Regions from separate parts of the Sus scrofa genome. Here region 2 is linked to region 1. The links are chromatin contacts, called in public HiChIP or PLAC-seq maps. All regions are on one chromosome and are shown on one strand. The core of a region is the stretch at or near the end of the contact, and the rest is flanking DNA. Distances in the headings are between cores, read along the strand shown. Region 1 has its middle 27 kb from the start of PLEKHG6. Region 2 holds the start of CD9 (CD9 molecule).

Region 1 (6,829 bases), core at 1,120-3,619:
TGAGGATGTGGGTTCGATCCCTGGCCTTGCGCAGTGGGTTAAGGATCCAGCGTTGCCATGGTGTAGGTCAAAGATGCGGCTCGGATTCCAAGTTGCTATGCCTATGGTGTAGGCCAGCAGCTACAGCTCTGATTTGACCCCTAGCCTGGGAACTTCCATATGCTGCATGTGCTGCCCTAAAGAAAAAAAAAAAAAAAAAAAAAAAAAAATCTTCAGGGAGAAGACCCAGGCATCAGGTCCACTGAGTATTAATGTACAATCAGGGTTGAGAATCACAGCTCTATGATGAGCTGGGATCTGTGTGTTTAATGTGTTCCCCAGCTGCTTCTAATGAACCCCAAATCGGCCTCAGTCTGTTGGCAGGTGTTTGGGAAACCCTGCTAAAGGCGACTTCCCCTAAAGTAGCAAGTGTGGCCCATGGACCAAGCAGGGGGAATGGTGGCGGTCAGAGATCAGGTCCCGGGGCCACAGGGCTAGCCAAGAGCTGGACAAGAGTGATGCTCAGTGCTTCTCTTCTGTCCTGTGGCACCTGAGAAATTGCAGAGCTTGGGCCTCACAGGAGGGGCAGAGCTCACTGGGCCCCCTCCCTCAGCTTTGAGCTAACTCTGGCCAGAACCTTCAGACACCCTGAGAAGCAAACCATTGGCAGCACACTCCTGTGATAAAATAAAATCCATATTTTACGGCCAGATAAGGAAAAAAACTTTTTGGCCACACTTGTGGCATGCAAAAGTTCCCAGATCAAGGATCGAACCCACACCACAGCAGTGACAATGCCAGATCCTTAACCAGCTGAGCCACTAGGGAACTCCAAGACAAGAAACATTTAAACAAGGAATTTTTTTTTTTTTTTTTTTTTTGCTTTGTATAACCCCACCCATGGCATATGGAGGTTCCCAGGTTGGGGGTCTAATCAGAGCTACCGCTGCTGGCCTATACCACAACCACAGCCAATGCTGGATCCAAGCCGTATCTGCGACCTACACCACAGCTCACGGCAACGCTGGATCCTTAACCCACTGAGCGAGGCCAGGGATCGAACCCGCAACCTCATGGTTCCATTTCCGCTGCGCCACGATGGGAACTCCCAAACAGGGAGTTTTTCTTTGCTCATTTGGGCCCCCTCCCTCCTCGCCTTTAGCCTGTGGGTCGTGCATCTACATTAACCCTCCCTCCTTGGAGATCACATTCTTTCTTCATCTCATTAAGGGCCACAATCCCTTAAGAGATAACAGGCCTTCTTAATCTTGTCAGAGGCCATGATGACCACGACCACGCTTTGGAGAGCAGATCTGGATAGTATAAACTGGCAATAATACGTCATTTACTCTACAGTCCTCTCTCTCAAAACTTACATGACTGTGCTTTGACCTCTAATGGGCCAAACAGTTCTCAGAGCTTTCTGAGAGTCTATTCCCTTAGTCTGGCTTGCATGGAAATTTCCACTTCTTTCTCACATTGACTGGTCAATTTTTTTTATCAACATCCGGACCCCACAGATATTCAAAGTCAGTCTCATGCACAGAGCCCCTGAAATCAGGGGGTCTGGTTTAACTCCCACACTGTACTTCTTAGCTGTGTGATCTTGCTCAAGTAACCTAACTTCTCTGAGCTTCTGTTTCCCCAGAAACAGAATGTGTTTACTGGGAATGTTTATGTCCCCAGTGTGGAATAGTGTTTACGTCTTAGTTAGAATCAAATATGAAGTCATGAGGAACACTTGCGACAACATTGGGCACTGAGTAAGGACCCCATAAAGATAAGCTATTAGGCACACATACGTACATATATTGCTTATTATACATTACGGGGGACTAGATGTCAGGCACTATTTTAGGCACTTTCCACGGCCTGGTGAGCTGGAAGTCCAAACCCAGCAGCCTGGCCTCCTCTCTCCGGCTTTGGACAAGTCATATCCCTTCCTGGGCCGGACCTGCCACCAGAGACCGGGGGCCCAGGGGCCGCCAACCCGCAGAGAGGACCTGGGTTCCTCTTTCTTCTGACTTGGTCTAAGGGACAAAAAACAGCCGGCGTCCAAGGCACAAAGCAGGCTCTCTTCTCTGCATGTGGCTTTGGCTGGGGGCACGTTTCCCTGCGGCGCCGCCCACAGTCCGCCCAGAACCCGGAGCATCCCTGGCTTCAGGAGCATCCCCGCGGATCCCGGCGAGCAGGGAGCGAGTGGTTCCCCAAGGGAACACCCCCCCTCCCCAGGAAGTGCCACCGCCCAGGCCCGAGCCCCGGGGCTGCGCCTCCACCGGTACTCGAGCTGGAGCCCGCTGCCCTAGGATCAGCCCTGGCGCGCCCGGCCCAGACACTCACAAAGTCTCCTCCCGAAGACCGGCCCCGAGGGAGAAAACCGAGCGCTGTCCCGAATGCGTCCCCGGCCCTGCCGCCCGCCCCTGGGAGCCCCTCCCGAGGGTCAGCTCTGGGCGGGGGCCGGGGCGCGGCGGGCGCCGAAAGCGGGAGGACAGCTGACTCATCCTCTCGTCCGCCGCTGTGAGTCATCCGGCGTCCTGTAGACCCACTTCGTCCGCCCCCGCCGTCCCGCGGCACCCCCTGGCGGCGCCCCCTGGCGGCGCCGGGACCCGCCTGCTGCTCCGCCCCGCGCTCTGGGCCCGCCCCCCTCAGGCCCCGCCCCCACCCCGCCCCTCTCCGCGCCCTTCCCACCAGTCTTCGTCCCCGGCGTCCGAGCTCTGGAAGCTCAGCGAAAACCATTTTTCGCTGTAGTGCTTCTCCATTTTCTTGTCGATAGGAACACGTTCGAAATAAAAAGCTGAAGATGGGAGAGAGCTCTCTCAAACTCTCACCGCACAATACACTGTGCTTTTAAAAGAGGAGAGTGGGCTTCTCCTGGGGACCCCAAATCCAGGCCAAATTGGAGCTGGAAGCTGGGACAGCCTAGCCACCCACCCCAGCCCCCAGGAGGAAAGATGAGAAATAGCACTTAGCTCCCACCTCTGTCCCCACCGGGATGAGAGCCCAAGAACAGTGATCCCGCCTGTGTGGTTCTCCACTCCATCCTCACCACCAAACACAATATTTGCGCGCAGTAGGTCCTGAATAAAAATTAAACGATTGGCTGAATGAGGGACTTTGGAGTGCAGAGGGGAAGGAAGTAGCTCAAAAGAATTATGTCTCAGCGGTGGGCTTCCTCTCCCTCCCCCTTCATCCCTTAGGCGGGTTCCACGCCCCGCCCCCAGCACCCTAAACCCTCAGGCTGGCACCAGGACCCGTTTCCCCTTCCGGGTGGACGTTGGTCCCCAGAGAGCAAAGAGTTTGCTGGTGATGAACAGAGGACTGTTGCTGGTGGCCAGCATCGCTGGCACCATGGGCCTCACTCACTAAGCCCTTATGCTTAGTTTGTGCATTTATTTAATACTCGCAGCCACCGTGGGGGAGTAGGGGCCACTGTGCACCCACACGCAGGGAAGGTAATGAAGACTTGCCTCATGGAGATGACAAATGACTATTTGTAGGGCACGTATTTGGACAGCACTTTCACTTAATACCACAATTGGGGAATGAGGGATTATCTCCCCTTCCTTTCTCCTTTACAGATCAATCAGCTAAGCAGGAAAAGCCTCAGGGAAAGTAAATGACTTGGAATTCCCGTCGTGGTTCAGTGGTTAACGAATCCACCTAGGAACCATGAGGTTGCGGGTTCGATCCCTGACCTGGCTCAGTGGGTTAAGGATCCGGCGTTGCGGTGACCTTTGGTGTAGGTGGCAGACGCGTCGTTGCGGTGACCTTTGGTGTAGGTGGCAGACGCGGCTCGGATCCCGGGTTGCTGTGGCTGTGGCGTAGGCCGGCGGCTACATCTCTGATTAGACCCCTAGCCTCGGAACCTCCACGTGCGGCGGAAACAGCCTTAGAAAAGGCAAAAAGACAAAAAAAAAAAAAAAAGTAAATTACTTTCTCAAGGTCACTGCCCGCCCACCCCCCACCCCCACCTCAGCCCCCAGGCCCTGGGGCTCTTTCCATTTTCTGACGTCACCCCATCTCTCCCTTCCCCCAGGCAACACACGACTCATTGTCTGAACTCAGCCCACGTCCAGATTCCTGCACCGGTGAGTAACAGAACTTGCTGGATGCTTCTGCATCAGGAACCCACCTAAACAAATCCCCCTGCTAGGAAGCCAGTTCCATGGGGCAGGGGGTTCGTTTTCTCTGTTTTATTCACTGCTCTCTCTTTCTCCCCAGAGCCAAGAAAAGTGAGTGTACATGTCTTAGGGCTCCGTGGATTTGGGTTAAATGAAACCTTGCCATCAAAGAAGCCAGGCAGCCTCACCAAGATGGGGAGAAGGGATTTGAAGGATGGGGGAGGGGTCAGTTCTGCTCCCAAACCTCTTCTGGAAGAAAAGACACCTCCTGGGGCTCTTCAGCTGCTATGTTCATGCCTCATACCCTGTCCAGTTCAGAAAATTTTTCCTCAAATCTAGCCTTGATCTTATTCTCACCCTGCCTACATACCTTAGGGACAGGAAGTAAGGTTAGCATTCACCTGGTTCCTCTTAGCTGCTTCAGGAAGTTAGGTCCCCCCCCCCACCCCTGCTACCACTCCACCACCCCCATAGAAACATCCTTGAAGAATCTGGGTGGTGAGCTTTAGCTCCCATCTCCCTTCTTGCTGTCATCTCCTGGCCTCTGGGCAGCCCCCCTTCCTTCCCTGAAGACTCAGCTCCAGGCTGGTGGCTTGCTCTTCCCCTGACTGTGCGAGGCAGCATCCACGTGGGAGACCCACCCATCCACTGTGGCCTCCCCTCCTGGTTCCCTTCCTCCCCATGACCGCTTCCTCCACCTCGGCCTCCCACTCCCCGGCCACACCCTGGATCTTATCATTTGCCCACCTCCCAGTCACCAAGTCCATCACCCCACTTTCTGGCACCTGCTCAAAAGGGGTAGTTCTTGGGAGTTCCTATCGTGGCTCAGCGGAAACAAATTTGACTAGTGTTCATGAGGATGCAGTTTCTATCCCTGGCCTCGCCGAGCGGGTTAAGGATCTGGTGTTGCCCTGTGCTCTGGCTCGGATTGGGCATTGCTGTGGCTGTGGCGTAGGGCAGCAACTGTAGCTCCGACTGGACCCCTAGCCTGGGAACCTCCATATGCCACCGGTGCAGCCCTCAAAAGACAAAAAATAAATAAATAAAGGTCTTGTACCACATGCATTTTTAAAAGCCGCAGCACGGCCCTAATCCCTCTTTGCCCACATCCCTCTCATCCAGGATGCCCCTTTTCTCTGCCATCCTTCAAGGCTCAATTGAGAGCCATCTGCTCACAGTCTGTACTCCCTCACCTAGAATTCTCTCTTCTCTCCGCCTCTGCCCAGACCTGGTCAGGGTCAGCCATTCCTGGAATCAAATGCCAGCCTCACCACTTGTTAAATGTATGAACTGGGGCAAAGTTCTTTCATCTCTTTGAACTTCAAAGAGGCAGGGTGTGTTTTGTTACTTTTTTTTTCCCCCTGTAAAATGGGGATATTTTGAAAGGTAATTTTGAGGATGATTATGTCAAATTACATATATTCAGTGCTTGCTACTGATAGATGTCAACAAGTTTGTATCCTTGCATTCCACCCTCTCAAGAGAATACCATTGCTTTTGGGGGGTGGGAAAGTCACAAATTCCTTTGAAAGTTTTTTTTTGTCATAATCATTATACTTAAAAATTTTTTTTATTAAAGTATAGTTGGTTTACAGTATTGTGCCAGTTTCTTTTGTACAAACAACATAGTGACTCAGTCATACATGTATATTATATATTATAGATACTCTTTTTCTCATACTATCTTCCATCATGGTCTATCCCAAGAGATTGGATATAGTTGCCTATGCTATACAGTAGGAACTCAGTACTTATCCATTCTTTTCTATTCTTTTTGTCTTGTTAGGGCCACACCCGAGGCATATGGAAGTTCCCAGGCTAGGGGTCGAATTGGAACTGCAGCCACAGCAATGCCAGAACTGAGTCGAGACTGCGACCTGCATCACCACTCACGGCAATGCCAGATCCTTAATCCACTGAGCGAGGCCAGGGATTGAACCCACGTCTCATGTATACTAGTCAGATTCATTACCACTGAGCCATGATGGGAACTCCAGTGCTTATCCATTCTAAATGTAATAGTTTCCATCTACCTACCCCAAACTCCTCATCCACAAATACCTTTGGGAGTTTGATCAAAACTATGAAACCTCTCTCTAGGAAGAAAAATGCAGTTTAACAAGTCACACATATTTTACACATAAATTCTAAATATTCACTGACAATCGGAAGCCTGACCAGCGTCACCAGGTTAAGTATCCTGAATATAAGGGAAAAGCAAAAAAAAAAAAAAAAAGAAAGAAAGAAAGAAAAGAAAAGGAAAGAAAAACTGAATATAAGGGGGGGAAACAAAGCTAGGATTTAGGGGTCAAGAATGCCCGGGGATAAGTAAAGCAACAAGGCTACCATCCCTAGTTCTACAGCGCCCCCCGGTGGTGGGCTGTAACATCGCATAAGTTTCCCAGGCCAGGGAGAGAAGTCCAGTCTCCCCTCAGCATTTGTGGACAGCCTCTGTCCACCTTTCTTCTGTCCTTCCCTCATCGTCCCCTTAGCCAAGCTCTCAGGAATTTAGAACTTCTTGGAGGACTGAAATGTTTCCAAGGAAAGTTGTACTTCAGGGGAAAAAGTGATAAGCAACTTAGTTCCCCACTACTCACACATTTGAAATGTGACATTGACTATGGTTGTTACAGCGTATTGTTAGGTTAATAATTATTACAATCCTAAAGATTGCAGATTCTCAAAAATTTAATTAATGGGGACAGTTGACCCTGGCTAATCTTATCTTC
Region 2 (7,448 bases), core at 1,991-4,490, 81 kb before region 1:
TGCAGGTCCCCAGACTCCCCTCACCTTTCTGGCTAACCCCCCAAAGCTCTGAGCCAAGGCCTAGAGATACAGTCAGTGGTCCTTATCCTGCAGGAGCTCCTGCCTGTCCCTCCTATCCCCCTGCCCTGCCACCCAGCTACCTAAGGCACAGGTTCCCTGCTCAAACGCTTGTGACCCCTCACCTCCAAGTGCAGAATCCAGGACCATGAGGCTTCTTCCGCCTTTACCACGCACATGCAACACGCACACACCCCACTGTGAATTCCAGCCCAGATTCCAAACAGCCCTGGCCCCAGCTTGGCCCAACACTCCCCCCTGTTTGCCACCACTTTTCCTGGGGGTCTGCAGCATGCTTCCCAGTTTGGGTCAAAGTCCCCTCCTTTGAGCCCCCTTGACCTTCAAGGCTCTGTCCGTGACCTCACATAATACTCTCATCCCCCTCTTGCCCCAAGGAAATACTTTCATGTAATATTCTCATCCCCCCTCCTGCCCCAAGGATATACTCTCCTAAGTGGATACAAAAAGTGTTTTGAAATGAATGAATCAATGTGGCAAATCTAACAACCATAATCAGCCGAGCAAAATAAGAACTTGGAAGTGGTAACACCGGCTGTTTCTGGCGGGGGAGTCATTTTGAGTTATGTTCTTTTTGCTTATTGGGACCTCCTGATGTTTCTATAATGAGGGTGTTTTGCAACTGTAATTAAAAAAAAAAAAACACCAAAGGAAACTTCATTTTGAAAAAAATGCGTAGGGGGTTAGGGATTTCAAAAGTAGGGGGAATCTTATCTTTTGGTGAGAAACAGGAAAGGAATGTTTAAGGAGCCATAGAATATCTATAAGTGAAGAGGTCAAGCTCAGTCAGGCAGAGGGCACACATCACATGCCACATGCAGAGCTGGGGTGCTGGGTGGGGCAGTGTTCCCCACAGATGCAAGATGAAGAATTTTGACTTACATCATTAAAGTGGCGGGGCTACAGAAAGTATTTTTTTCTTCGAGTTTTACTGAGATATAACTGACACACGGCACTGTGTAAATTTAAGGTGTATAACATATGGAGTTCCCGTCATGGCTCAGCAGTTGGCGAACCCAACTAGCATCCATGAGGATGCAGGTTTGATCCCTGGCCTCACTCAGTGGGTTAAGGATCCGGCGTTGCATGAGCTGTGGTGTAGGTCACAGACACGGCTCAGATCCCACGTTGCTGTGGCTGTGGCATAGGCCAGTAGCTGTAGCTCCAATTCTACCCCTAGCCTGGGAACCTCCATATGCCACGGGTGTGGCCCTAAAAAAAGACCAAAAGACCAAAAAAAAAAAAAAAAAAAAGGGTGTATGACATCATTTGACTCATATACATCATGAAATGAGGCTCACGATGGGTTCAGTGAACCTCTAATCTCATACACCTACAACACTAAAGAAAAAATATTTTTTCGTTGTGGTGAGAACACAGGACTTATTCTAACAAGCTTCCTTTATAACTTACAGCAGTGTTAATTATATTTCTTAGGTTGTGCATTACATCTCTAATACTTATTTAACTGGAAGTTTGTACCTTTTGATTACCTGCAACTAATTCCCCTTCCCCTACCCACCCACCCCCACCTCTGATAACCACAAATCTGATCTCTTTTTCTATGAATTTACTAGTTTGTGAAGTATAAGTGACCTGCAACACTCTGTTTGTTCCTGACACATCCCATAGTGATTCAATATTTCTACACATGTCAAAAGGATCACCACGATAGCTACCATTTGTCACCATACAACGACATTATATAATTATTGACTATATTCCTCACACTGTACATTTCCTTACCCATGACTCATTTATTTTGTAGCTGGAAGTTTATACCTCTCTCCTCCCCCTACCTCCCTCGACTCTGCCAACCACCTGTTTGTTCTCTGTATCTATGACTCTGTTTAGTTATATTTGTTTGTTTTGGTTTTTAGAATCCACATATAAGTGAAATCATACAGTGTTTGTCTTTCTCTAATTTATTTCACTTAGCATAATACCTTCTAAGTCCATCCATGTTGTGCCAAATGGCAAGATCCCATTCTTTTTTATGGCTGAGCAATATTCCACTGTATGTATGTTAACACATCTTCTTTTTGTTTGTTTGTTTGTTGTTTTAGGGCTGCACCCATGGCATATGGAAGTTCCCAGGCTAGGGGTCAAATCACAGCCACAGCAATGCCAGATCCTTAACCTACTGAGCAAGACCAAGGATCGAATCCACATCCTTATGGATACTACTTGGATTCATTACTGCTGAGCCACAAGAGGAACTCCGCTATTTTTAATTTTTTGAAGGGATCGCCTTATTGTTTTCCACAGTGGCTGCGCCAATTCACATCCCCACCAACAATGCTCAAGGGTATCCTTCTCTCCACATCCTCACCAACATTTGTTATTTGCAGAACGTTTTTGAGCAGAGGAGAAACACCCTCAGAACTCTGGCACTGGAGCAACCAAGAGGTGGCAGCGGGCAGAATTAAAAGGCAAGAGAGAGGGTGATGTGGAGCAAAGGCACGAACAGAAGCCAGGCTACAGACTTTCTCTTCTCCTTTGAGCAGCTGAACTGCAAATGCAGGAAACACTCCCAGACTGCCCAGCCCTCAAACATATTACTTTTCAGTGATGGTATTTAAGAATTACTCCCATAAGCCTTCCACCGATCTTCCCGCCTGGACTCCAAGCTTCTAATTCCTCCTACTCCGCCTGAGTGCTGAATAAGAGTTTGCTCCAAGAGTGAAGGTTTGCAAGGAGCCGCCCCAGGGAGAAATAAAGCCAGGCAGCTTTCCTTCAAATGGAGACCAAAGCAAAGGGAGCCCTCATTGGAGGGCAGCGGGCTTTGAGTAAGGGGTCTCTGCACCCACCACCTGGGGAAAGTCTCCCAAAGTAGAGGGCTGGGGACGCTTGGAATCCAGGTGAGAACTGGAAGGGCGAGGCCACCGCATAACTCCGGGATGAAAGCTGGGCAGGGATGACGGCCTGGAAAGACTTCAAGACGGTTAAAGGAAAGGGGGAGGATGGCGGGAAGTCAGGTCCGGGTAACTCGGGGAGAGAGCCTGAGGCGGAAGGGCCCCGGGCCCGGGGCCCTGGGCGGGGCGGGGCAGGTGGGCCGGGGCGGGGCGGGGGCGGGGGCGGGGCCCGGCCCTTGCGCAACACTGCGACGCGCGGCCGAGGAGTGGCACCTTTTAAAAGTGCAGCCCGGAGGCCCGCCCGCAGCCGCCCGCACTTCGCTCCGCAGCCCAGTCCCGTGTGTCTCGGCCGCAAGCGCCCTCGTCCCGCACCCGTCCGGCCCAGGCCAGTCTAGCCCGCACCATGCCGGTCAAAGGAGGCACTAAGTGTATCAAATACTTGCTCTTCGGATTTAACTTCATCTTCTGGGTGAGTGAGCGGCTACTGCCGCGCGCTCGTCTTCGGGGCCACCTGTCCGTCCCGGGCACCCCGTCCGCCTTGGGGGTTGCCGGCAACTGGCACCGCCCGCGCGGGGAAGACTTCTTGGGGGAGGAGAGAGGGCACTGCGGCCGCCCGCGGGCTGCTTGGCCCGGGCGGAGACGGGCGGGGCGGGCGCGTTGGTCCGGGGCTCGGCGGAAGCGGAGCGGGAAGGGGGCGCGGGCCGTAGTGAGCTGGGGTGGCAGGGGGAAGATTTGTGTTTGCTCCTACCCTGAGTCCCTCCGAATGCAGGAGGGAGAAACGGAGAATCCCTGTGCTGGGGACTCAAGGCCCTGGCCAAGGGGGATTGTGACGGGTAGTGTAGCTTGTCATCCGGGCGGGGTCCGCGGAGTGGCCGGGGCCGCGAGGAGGGAAGGATGCGGACGCTCCTAGGGACTTTGGTGGCGCCGAGGGAGCCCAACCAAGAGTTGTTGGTGCCTTTACGCTGGAGAGGAAGGGGCGCGCCGGCTGCGAGTGTGTGCGCGCCCCCGGGCCCCGTCCCTGGATGATAGTTGGGATCCCCCCCTCCTATCTCGAGAAGGAACCTTCAGGCCCCCATTCTCTCAGGCTCTTTCTGAGTCACCCAGAAAAAGTCTGAGCTTCCCTCGAAACTACCTGCAAGACTAGCTTGTCTTGATTTTTTTCCAAGGGCGATAAGTATCTGAACTGGAGAGAACCGGGGGAGAACTGGGCAGAGGTGAGGTAGAAGCGGATGGGCACCTTTTGTGGGATGAGTCCTGTGTTTCTCTATTTCCGGGAGAGATCAGGAGCCCGCCTCAGTCCTTCCAACCCAGCAGCCAGGCGGGGCCACAGGGAGTGGACAGTCACCTGGGGAGGACCCAGGCCAGGGAGCTTCAGAAGTCTCGCTGCCAGCCACTCCCAGCCTCTCTGCAAATGGGAAGTCTGAGGCTGGCCGCAGAAAAGGGGAGTGTCCCTGCCACACGTAACCTTGAGGTATTAAGGAACCATCCAGAGAGAGAAGCAAGGAATCCAGGATTTTATATCCCCGGGCCACCTCCCCTGCTCACAGATGAACAGTCTTTGCTTCTCTGTGGTCAGGAGGGCATTTGGAAAGGCAGGCCCTGTTCCACTCTTAAGAGAGACGGCTGTAGAAGCAGGGACATGCAACCAGAGGCTTCTAACAAAAATGTAGTTATTCCCTCGGAGCTGGTTTCCCCATGAACCCCAAGGAAAATCTCCCGAGATTTAATCCTCCCTGGAGCGGACAGAGATTGACCTGCCCTTCAAGAATCACCCCTCCCCCCCAAAAAGGAGTTCCTATCATGGCTCAGAGGCTTTGCCATGAGATGTGAGGTAGGTCCCAGATGTAGCTCAGATCTGGCGTGGCTGTGGCTGTGGTGTAGACTGGCGGCTACAGCTCTGATTCAACACCTAGCCCAGGGAGCTTCCCTATGCCGCAGGTGTGGCCCTGAAAAGCCTGCCCTCGTGAGGATGGAATATAGGTGTCCCCAGCCCAGCTTTAGGGAGACCCTGCTGGGGTGGGCACCCCCCCTCCTGATGTTCCCCCCAGCCCCAGCAGCCAGCCAGCTAGCTGCCAGCCTTAGCTTCCTCCTCTCCCCAACCCCTGGCACCAGAAAAGAATGTTGAAGGCGGACTGGCCCCGCCCCACCCCACCCTTGTCCTTTAAGTTCTCCTCTCCCCTCCCTAGCGCTATCTCTCCCTTGCCAATCTCTGGGTTGCTCCTCAGCTCTCTGCCGAGGCTGCATGAAGATGTGGAGCGGGGGAAACCACCAACAACCAAGGTGCCACCATACCCCTATCTGCCCCTGGCACCTGCCGGAGCCCTGGGCCACTCCCGGTATCTGCTCAGCCTTCCCTGATTGCCGGCCTGCCACTCCCATTGGTATCCAGAGCCGTCTCTGCCTGGGCTTGGTGCCGCCCATGGGCCATGCCATCTGAAACAGAAATGACTACCTAAACGGTTGGGTTTAGAATTAGAATGACTTGCGCAATCGTCCAGTCCAGCCCTCTTATTCACCATGAGGAAGAAGGAACCAGAGAGGGGCAGGTCTGCCCAGCATCATGGGAATCCAGCCAATACCACGACCCCCTCATCCCTGAAGGGGACCTCTCCTCTTCTGTCTCCATCACAAAAACTACAAGGGCACCTGGTAACAAGTGATGTAGCGGGCTAAGCAGCAGCTACCTGACTCCAATCAGTTATTTCTCAGTAACTGTATCAAGGTCCCTGTAGCAATGTGCTGTGTGTCTTCTTACAGCTCGCTGGGATTGCAATCCTTGCCATCTCCTAGGAGGCAATGGAATCGAGGACTACCTTGACCCCCTTGTGCAGTGTCTTACGGCCTGCCATGTCCTCTTCCATGTCCCCTGTGACAGACAGAGCAGGAAGCAGTATCCCCATTTTACTGACAACCAGGAAACGAGTCCCCAGAGAGGTTCAGGGACTTACCCAGGGTGGTGTGGCAGAATGGCCTCAGACGTAAGTTTGAATGCCCGTCTGGTTGGCTCCAAGTCCAGGACACTTTCCATCACCACCTGCTGCTCTGCCCAGCTGGGTGGGGATGGAAGGAGAGAGGCAACAAGCTATCAGAAGTGAGCTTTGTGGAGTTCCGTTGTGGCTCAGCAGTAACAAACCCCAGTAATATTCACGAGGATGTGGCTTCGATCCCTGGCCTTGCTCAGTGGGTTAAGGATTCTGCATTGCTCTGGGCTGCAGTATAGGTCGAAGACTCGGCTCTGATCCCGAGGTGCTGTGGCTGTGGTGTAGGCCAGCAGCTGTGGCTCCAATTCAGCCCCTAGCCTGGGGACTTCCATATGCCACATGTGCAGCCCTAAAAAGGCAAAAAAATTAAAAAGAGAGAGCGAGCTTTGAAGGGAAGCTCTGACCTGAGAGACCTATTTGCTTGGCTCCTTATGATGTCATCATTCCCTTTCTTGAGACCAGGAGTTTCTAAACTTGGTGTTTGAGCCCTAATGTGGGTCTTGAAAAGCAGGAGTTAGGAGGCCAGGGGCCACCAGCACTTCATGGACAGAGGATGCTGAGTGGGGTCGTCCAGTAGGCATCCAGAGAGGAGCAGCTCACCTCAGTGGCAGTGGGACGATCGGGGCCGGGAGTGAAGGGAGGGGTGTACCTGGTCCCTGGACCCCACTCTCATCACTGTGGGACCGTCGGTGACAACCCAGCCTGCACTGCCTGCCCTCCCCAAGTAGGGTTCTGATACCAGCAGTCAAGCCAGCCATCAGTCTGTTTTCTCAATGCCCTCTCCTACCCCATCCCGCGAGCCTAACTTTCCCGGCTCTGTTTCATTTGTTTCTGCATTTCCTTCAGCCCTCTTTGCCTCCCCACCCTGCAAAAAATGTTGAGACAGGAAACACGTTGCCATGACAAATGGCAGATTCAGCTGTGCAGTGGGGACCAGGGCTGGGCCAGGTCAAGAGCAAGGCCTTCCCATTCTACCCCCACCACCCTCTGGCCCCTCTGCTCACTGCCTCTGGCCTTGTCCCCGCCCTCGCTGACAAAAATAGCAAGGGATTTCTCTTTCCCAGGAAATGAAGTCTCCCAGCCCTAGGCCCTAAGGCAAGCTTCATGGAAATACAGAGGAGTTCCCGTCGTGGCGCAGTGGAAGCGAATAGGATTAGGAACCATGGGGTTGCGGTTTTGATCCCTGGCCTCGCTCAGCGGGTTAAGGATCTGGCGTTGCCGTGAGCTGTGGTGTAGGTCGCAGATGTGGCTCAGATCTGGCATTGCTGTGGCTCTGGTGTAGGCCAGCAGCAACAGCGCTGATGTGACCCCTAGCCTGGGAACCTCCATTTGCCTCGGGAGCGGCCCTAAAAAGACAAAATGACAAAAAACAAAGAAAAAGAAAAAAAGAAATACAGACAGAAGCCTGGACTGGGGTTCAGGGACATGCATGTTAGTCCAGCTCTGCCCCCAGCTCACTTGGAGACCTTTTGAGCCCCAGACCTCAGTTTCCTCATCTGTAAAACACAACAGATTGGAGCAAATGGTCCCAAAAAGT

Evidence for each region. HiChIP or PLAC-seq counts read pairs in DNA pulled down with a chosen protein or histone mark.
Region 2: an H3K27ac HiChIP or PLAC-seq map of skeletal muscle shows a contact between it and region 1, with 12 times the contacts expected there. The contact joins the promoter of CD9 here to the enhancer-like site in region 1. A contact is called at or near these places in 2 of 5 promoter capture datasets (fetal liver and liver), 33 of 47 Hi-C or Micro-C datasets (adipose tissue, alveolar macrophages, blood and 16 more) and 2 of 2 datasets of contacts at active chromatin or transcription factors (alveolar macrophages and skeletal muscle).

The regions. Positions count from the first base shown.
Region 1 is chr5:64,374,416-64,381,244 of Sscrofa11.1, reverse strand. No RefSeq gene overlaps it. Among named protein-coding and RNA genes, the nearest start is that of PLEKHG6, 27 kb to the right of the region's middle. Within about 2 kb of position 2,369, at least 53 of the 83 cell types and tissues checked have an H3K27ac peak or open chromatin away from gene starts, as enhancers often do. A contact at or near this core is called in adipose tissue, alveolar macrophages, epiblast stem cells and 8 more, where this site is marked.
Region 2 is chr5:64,455,575-64,463,022 of Sscrofa11.1, reverse strand. CD9 (CD9 molecule) reads left to right here and starts at 3,240. Exons shown (of 8, transcript NM_214006.1): 1 at 3,240-3,399. The coding sequence starts at 3,334.